2 separate regions of the Mus musculus genome follow, and region 1 is linked to region 2. A link is a contact called in public promoter capture Hi-C data. All regions are on one chromosome and are shown on one strand. The core of a region is the stretch at or near the end of the contact, and the rest is flanking DNA. Distances in the headings are between cores, read along the strand shown.

Region 1 (3,757 bases), core at 296-2,795, 1.3 Mb before region 2:
AATAGCTAACTACTGTGGACTGAGCTCTGCATGAAGTTATCACATTTAATAAATGGCAGATTCAGAATTTAAGTCATGTTTTCTCCCACTGATACATTTATCTGTCAGCAGCTGGCAGATGCCAACCTTCCACAGATGTTGAGGGCAGGCCTCCAGTAGGCAAGGCAGCCCTGACACGCATCCCACACTGAGCACCCGATTTCTAAAGGCCTGAATCCTGGAGTGGGGGCTTCAGGGTGGAACTGAAGCAGTTTCTAGAGCAAGCTTTGAAAGGCCCATGGTCACAGCTCAGAGAGCACATGTCCAACCTCTCACCTTCAAAGGAGGGACGCTTGAGACCCAAGCTCCACACAGTGTGACCCTGATCCAGAAAACGTGAGAGACAACTGTTTCTCTGTAAGCTGGTCCCATCCCTCCCCATCCCACCTCCAGCCCGAGGCCATTTGTCAGAAGCCAGCTGTTGTGAGTGAGAAGAAAGGTGTCAGCTCTATGTACTGCTAACTTCTAGGAGGCAGCATGTCTCTTCCAGAGAAACTGCTTTTCTGACAGCGGTACTGTCTTTCCAGTCCCCAGGTAGAGAGAAGAGATTCCTTAGTGAGAAGAGAACCGTTCTGCTCCAGGTTCACAGGGGAAGCTGACCTGCTTCTCACAGACCGTTTGCTGTGGTACTCGCCATGGAGGGCATGGAAAATGGCATGGAGCCAGCCCGAAGCATCATCTGTAAGTCATGAGTTGTCTCCTTCCTTGGAAACGGGAGAACGGGAGCGTTGACCTCCTCTGGCTAGTGCTGATCTAAAGCTCCTTAGCATAATGGCATATGCGCTTCTAGAAGAAAGTTCCTAGCGGTGTTTTATTAATAATAAAGCAGAGATTGTAGGCACTGAGGATCTAAACAGATTTTTAAAAAGCAGCAAATGCATGTGTGTGATTGCATTTGCCTGTAGGGAGGGAACAAACCCTCAGACTTAACAGCAACTTAACAGCCATTGTCAATGGCTCAGCATACTTTCTCTTCCTAGGAAGAAAAAAAAAAAAAAAACCTTAAACACATCTACCAAGGATGATTGGAAGGTCAAGGTTAACCACGAGGAAACACAACATAGCAACTTTATCACATTGTGTATCGTTATACTACTGATCAAAAATGAAGTTTCTGAAGGCTCAGGATAGCAAGAAAGATAATCTTTTTTAGGAAGAAGAAAAAAAAAGTCATCTTTCCCAGACTCTAGTCGTCAATCCACAGGAGGCTTACATTTTAAGATACACCTGACAGGAGAGCCTGCTTGTGTTCCTTCTGTGATTAATTGGCAAACATTACATTTGTTCATTTCCTTAATGAGCATGTTTTGAACACTTACTGTGAGCCAGGCAACGTCTGGCAGCTGGGGGGTGGGGGAAGCAAAGCCACTAAGCCCAAGGCAAGCAACACGGAAGGGCTTAGCATCCTAAGCGTAGGTGTGTTCATTGAGATTCAAGTCTGAAGCTTGCCAAGAGAAAGGAGCATGCGCGCTGCCTTCAAATATGGCGTCCAGATGATCGGGAGGGGAAAGGAAATCATTAGGGGCGAGGGAGGAGGAGCGGCTTGCGGAAGAGCACTTGATTAGAATATTCCACTCACAGAAGATTATGAGAAGAATTTTCAGGAGGCTTGGTGGTGAAGCTGGCTAAGTCCCTGGAACTGAAAGAAAGCGCGTACACACCCACCACTAACACAAATTTGTACTCAGCAGGATGTAAGGCTTGTCGAGTCAAAGGTCAACAAGAAGTGCAGAGCACCAGGACTTGAAAGTATCTCATCACTGATTCGGTTTCCAAATTCAGGGTTTGTCACACTCTGTGAGTTTTAAGGAGGGGTGGAAGCCCTCACCTAGTGAGGTGAGAGGGCACTTGAGACAGACAGACAGACAGACAGACTGGTCAGTTCAGGCTGAGCTGTGCTCTAACAAGTGAGCCAAGTTCTTTCCGGCTTACTGAACAGCAAAAATGTTTTTTTTTTCCTGCTCATATGACATAGCTGTCCTGGAACGGCTTTGTTTTTGCTCTACAGCTTCTTCATTTTGGAATCTGCCGAACAAGAGGCTCTTGTCTGGAACATGCTGGGTCCTTTGGCAAGAAAAGGAAATACTGGTGGACCATAGCTTTCAAAGCTCTTGCTTGGCAATGTCACCCACTGTTTCTGCCTACGCTTGTTGGTCAAAACCAAGACAGGCATTCAGATTTGTATCAGTGCACTATGAAAGCATTTTTTTTCCTCCAAGAAATAGAAAAAATATTTTAATTAATGATGTCACATTTATCTTGGGGTTCAGCAGTCCCCTACCCCCAGCTTCACTCAGTGCAGCCCCATAAGAGACTGTTTTACCTGTTGGAACTTGGCACCACTCTTGGTTTGGTGCAGTTGTGGCAAAGGTTATCAATTATTCGCTGAAGTCTGTTCTGCACCTATATCTACATATGGCCCTGGGTGTAACCCCTACCAACTGTTTTCATCACTTTCTGGCCATGACTTTGAAGTAGCATGCATGAGCTTTCTCCACTGTACACAGCAAAGTGTGGAGAGTATAAGAATCCAGACAATGACCGTTCAGACTGGAGCGAGCCATTTAGGTCTGGTCTAGTTAACCTGTAAACAATAATGACTCCATAAAGTCCGTGATGGGATCTCAGTTATTGGCTCCTTGCTGATGGCATTGCAAATTATTATAAAAGTGTATCCCAGAGTGCTTGCTATAGCAACAGTAACAATAATCATATTCATAATTTTTAGTTCTTAACACTGTACTGGGACAGGGGCTGACAAGATGGCTCAGTGGGTAGAGGGTCTTGCTGCCAAGCTTTTCAACCTGAGGTTGAGTGCCAGGACCTATGCTAGTGGGAGAAGAGAACTGACTCACAAACATTGTCCTCTCACCTCCACTCATGAGCCGTGGCACCCTGAACCCACCAAGAACACAGATAAAACGAAGCAAATGCCACCCTACACCCTCACCATAATTAATAGAGTATTGGTTTGTAAATTATAGATGCCGGGATCTGGTTGCCTTTGCTACTTGGTAACTGTGGGTTCCTGATCTTTGGCTCATGAGGACAGAGGTTTCAGACTATCTGTTCCATTGCTTTTGGTCTGAGGCGAGGGAGACACTGTGAAAATGGCTGGGTGTCAGATAAGGAGACTGCTGAACTCTGAACAGCCAGGGAGCAGAGAGGAACAGGAAGGGATCAGGGGCAAGATGGCCTTCAAAGACATCAAAGCTCGATGGCTAGTGCCGATCGGCTTTCTCTGAAGACGTCAGAAGCTCCACAAGCCAGTTGCCTCTCCGTGATGGCTCACCAGCGCACAAGCCTTTAACACAGGAGCCTTCAGGGAGAAACTTCACAATTAAACCTTACCAGCTTCCATCTCAGCATGTGATGGATGAGTCTGCATGTCACCCGCAAGCCATCATCACACTTCACACCTCTGTGCTGCTGTGTACTCAATAACTTTTCCTTAATGCAACTAAAGTTCTGCATATTTTTTATTGGCACTTCAAATCATCCCCTTTTATCCAAGAAGTGTTGGGATGCATAGATTCTTAAATGTCCCCGTCTACCTTCGACATTCTGGAATATGACATTCTTATAGCTCTAAAGGAAATAATCTGAACGATCACCTAAGTTCCTCTGGGCACAGTCTCCTCAACAGAGTCTTTGAACACTGGACAAGCCAGAAGCTTTGGTCCCAATGGTACTTTATTGGCTGTAGTTGATTCTTAGG
Region 2 (3,423 bases), core at 150-2,649:
CCCCCCAGCCCCCGACACACACACAGAAACACAGCATAGTTTCCCCACCCCACTGGACCTGTATCATCGCCTCCCTGGCACTTCCTCCCCAAGCAACCCTCTGTGCCCAGCTGGGCAGGAGACTGGTGCCCACTTGATCGACAAGGGTCCTCCAAAGCATAGGGCACAAGTAGGGCTAGTGGGGCACACAGTGGCTGAGAAGGGATTTTTGGACTTAGAACAATGTGCAAGCGGGATGCTAAAAGTTGGAGTAGGGGGAGATCCTCAGACTCTCCCCAAGGCTAAAAGGGGTGAAAGGATGGAACGGAGTGGGGGGCCATACCCGAGTGCCTCGACCAACAGTGCCTGCCAATCTCAGCTGACGGGGTCCTGAGACGCTGCCTGGACAGCGCTGCCTCCCGATCCACTCCTCGATGCCTTTCCTTGCCCAAGCAGCGCTTACAGCAAAGCTGTCACCTGAGGCGGGAAGAACACGAAGACATTGAGTCTGGGCCCCCCCGGCTGGCAAAAAGTTACCAGAGAGTGAAGGGAAGGAGACAAGGCGGCACAGCCCGGAGAGTAAAGACTTGGCAAGAGGGTCAAGCACCAGACGGAGCAGAATCCAAAAGAGCGAAATAGCCAAGGAAGGGGGCTCGGCGAGATCCTAAGTGCTAGGAGGATTCAGAGGGTGAAAGGGAGGAGGCAATATACCCTGACTGAAGGAGTTCGGGGATCAGAGAGGAAGGAGCGCGGGAGGCAGGGATTGCGAAGGAGAGAGATGAGGGTCAGCAGAGAGGGTGCAGTGAGACCAGAGACCAAGTTCTCCGGAGTAGGGGCTGGCGACTAGAGGAAGGCGCAAGATCTTGGGGAGCTGAAGGGAAGACGCCGCCGCCAAAGTGGAGGGGGTTAGGGTCAGCAGTGGGAGCACCGGGCTGTGGGGAACGGGTAGGAGGGACAGAGGGGCCCCAAAGAGCGCTCCCGGGGCGGGGCTGGGGGCTGAGGCAACCCTGGTAATGAGATCCAGCGGCAGGGCGGTCCGCGCCGCCTCCCTCGCGCCCCCCGGGCTGGTGGCCCGCACGCCTACCTTCCGGGCTCTCCCTGCGCTTGCACACGGCGGCTGCGGGCACATCGCGCGCGGCGGCGGCGGCGGGAGCCGGAAAGAAAGGAGAGGGAGAGTTAGCACCGGCGAGAGGACGCGGGGCCGCGGCCGGCGCGCAGGCGAGGACACTGACCCGGCTTCGAGTGAAGTTTCCCCATGCTGGGGCGCGGCGGCGGAGCGTCCTAAGCCATGCGTCCGGCCGCCGACCCCGCGCCAGCCTCGCTCGCCTCCTCCTCACAGTCCGCGCGCCGAGCGCAGCCTTAGGCGGCGCCGGGACGCGCTCCTGCCGCCGTCGCCGCGGCCGGACTGACGCCCGGGCGCGCCGAGCCCCCTGCCCGCCGCCGCGGCCCCGCGCCTCCCTGAGCGCCCATTGGCCGGCAGCGGCCCATCAAAGGCGAGGCGGACGCGGCGGGGCGGGTAGAGGCGGGGCCTGCGGGTAGGGGCTGGCCGATGGGCGGGACCACAGAGGGCGTGGCCTGTGGGCGGGGAGGGGTGGAGCCTCGATGGGGAGGGGCTTTGGGTGTGCTGGGCCCCAAGCCCCCCGTGCGAACCTCGGGGCCTGAGTCGGGACCGGGCGGAGGCTTTGGCCGCTGGGTGGTGGAACAGCGCTGCCCTCGCTGGTGACACTGAGACTTCCCTCTTCTCTGCATTTCCTCGAAGCTGCCAGAGTGGGACTGGATGGCTCGAGTTCACAGGTGGGGAAACTGAGGTTATAACTGGCGACCTCAGATGCCCTAGCATACGTGTCTACTGCTCTCCCATGGTGCTGTCCCTTCCCAGACTTACAGTGCTCAATCCCTGTTTTCAGCTGCCTGCCCTTTTCTTTGACTACTCTGGGTTTTGGGTTTGTTTGATTTTGTTTTTTGGGTTTTTCTTTTTTTTTTTTTTTTCCCATTTGGGAGTCCAGTAGAAATCAACTGGACACCTTGCTGGCTAGAGGGAGTTCAGGCCCACTCCTGTTAACAACAAGTGTACAGGAACCCCGAGCTGTCCCCTTGTCACTCGCAACTCTTCTTCGCCCATGGGCTCCTGAGTGCCCAACTGGGATCGGGGCGAGCTGCCAAGCTATGAGGCCAGGAGCGGTGAACCGCCGGATCTTTGATCTTTCTTAGTTTCCGTTTCCCCCTTCCCCCCTGCAGTTCTGCAGACCCCAAGGGCCTGTTTGTTTTGTCTGGGGAGGTCTCTGCAAAGGGGAAGGCGACTTAAAGGCTTCCACTATATACCTTTGTGGTCCTTAGAAGGACGTTCTCTGCTGTCCCCGCGCTAAGCTTATCCTGGTATCTGAGCCTGGGCATGGGAAAGAACCAGTTCTGCTCTTAGAGCTAGACTCACTGCTTCAGCCTCAGTTTTATGATCTGTACAATGGAGACTTAGTTCTCCTCATTTTTTTAAAACCTGCTCCCCTGTGCTGCGATACTCAATATAAACAGGTGACCTACAGTGGTTGGTCGTTTTTAGACTTACAAGTAAGCACTTTGTGGGAAGGGATCTGGGAGTCAATCCCAGAGCACTGCTTTGACAAGCCGGTGCTAGGCAAGCAAACACTGTGATTGAGCTATGTCCTGAGCCCTAGGCGCTACAATTTTTAAAAAGTTAAACAGGTGTGTCATCCAGATGGCTCAGCTGCTAAAGTTGCTTGCCACCAAGCCTGAGGATCTGAGTTCCATCCCCAGAGACCACATGGTGAAAGGAATGGCCAACCTGCTACAAAATTATCCCCTACACACACACCTCCACCAAAAAAAAAAAAAAAAAAAGTAAGTTTCACATTAAAAGTAAAGGGCAAAGTTGGTTTGACTCAAGATAGCAAAAATCACATCAATACTTAGTAAGATGTCACGTTCTTTGTTTTCCACTGTCTTTAAGGTCTGGTGTGCATATTACACTTGAAACACATCTCAAACAGAAGAGCCACACTGCAAGAGACCTTGGCATGTGGCTGGTGGCTGCTGTGCTGTGAAGTACGACTCTGAGCACCTCCTTGTCTCAGAGGACAAGGGAACCCGGAGCTGTGTGACCCTCTGAAATTCTTCATCCCTCTTCTTGCTTATATACCCTGTCTGGAGGAAATAAAAGCTAATCTAAGCACACCCCTAAATCTCATGTGGCATGCCTTTATCCAAGTATGGCTGGGACCTCACAAAACAGCAAAATAATACTGTTTCTTTGTTTGTTTTGAGTCAAGGACCTTCTACCAGGTTAGCCTGGAACTCACCACGTAGGCCAGGCTGATCTTGGAATCGAAGCGATGTTAGTGCTTTAGCCTCCCTGCAGACTGGGATTGTAGGTGTGAGCCACCACACTTGGACTGTTGTCAGCTGTGTATGCCACATCTTTAGTGCCTG

The links. Promoter capture Hi-C pulls out the DNA fragments that hold promoters and counts their contacts.
Region 1: a promoter capture Hi-C map of hippocampal neurons shows a contact between it and region 2, with 3 times the contacts expected there. The contact joins the enhancer-like site here to the promoter of Nkd1 in region 2. A contact is called at or near these places in 5 of 39 promoter capture datasets (cranial neural crest, embryonic stem cells, hippocampal neurons and 1 more), 1 of 484 Hi-C or Micro-C datasets (stem cell-derived neural stem cells) and 2 of 115 datasets of contacts at active chromatin or transcription factors (embryonic stem cells and microglia).

The regions. Positions count from the first base shown.
Region 1 is chr8:89,785,434-89,789,190 of GRCm38.p6, reverse strand. No RefSeq gene overlaps it. Among named protein-coding and RNA genes, the nearest start is that of Gm24212, 120 kb to the right of the region's middle. Within about 2 kb of position 1,545, at least 19 of the 459 cell types and tissues checked have an H3K27ac peak or open chromatin away from gene starts, as enhancers often do. A contact at or near this core is called in hippocampal neurons, where this site is marked.
Region 2 is chr8:88,519,320-88,522,742 of GRCm38.p6, reverse strand. Nkd1 (naked cuticle 1) reads right to left here and starts at 1,399. Exons shown (of 10, transcript NM_027280.3): 1 at 1,212-1,399; 2 at 1,064-1,096; 3 at 323-456. The coding sequence starts at 1,236. It overlaps Gm35162 (predicted gene, 35162), which reads left to right and starts at 1,622. Exons shown (of 2, transcript NR_168470.1): 1 at 1,622-1,773; 2 at 2,945-3,172. It overlaps Gm35076 (a long non-coding RNA gene), which reads right to left. Exons shown (of 5, transcript XR_879058.3): 5 at 3,198-3,423.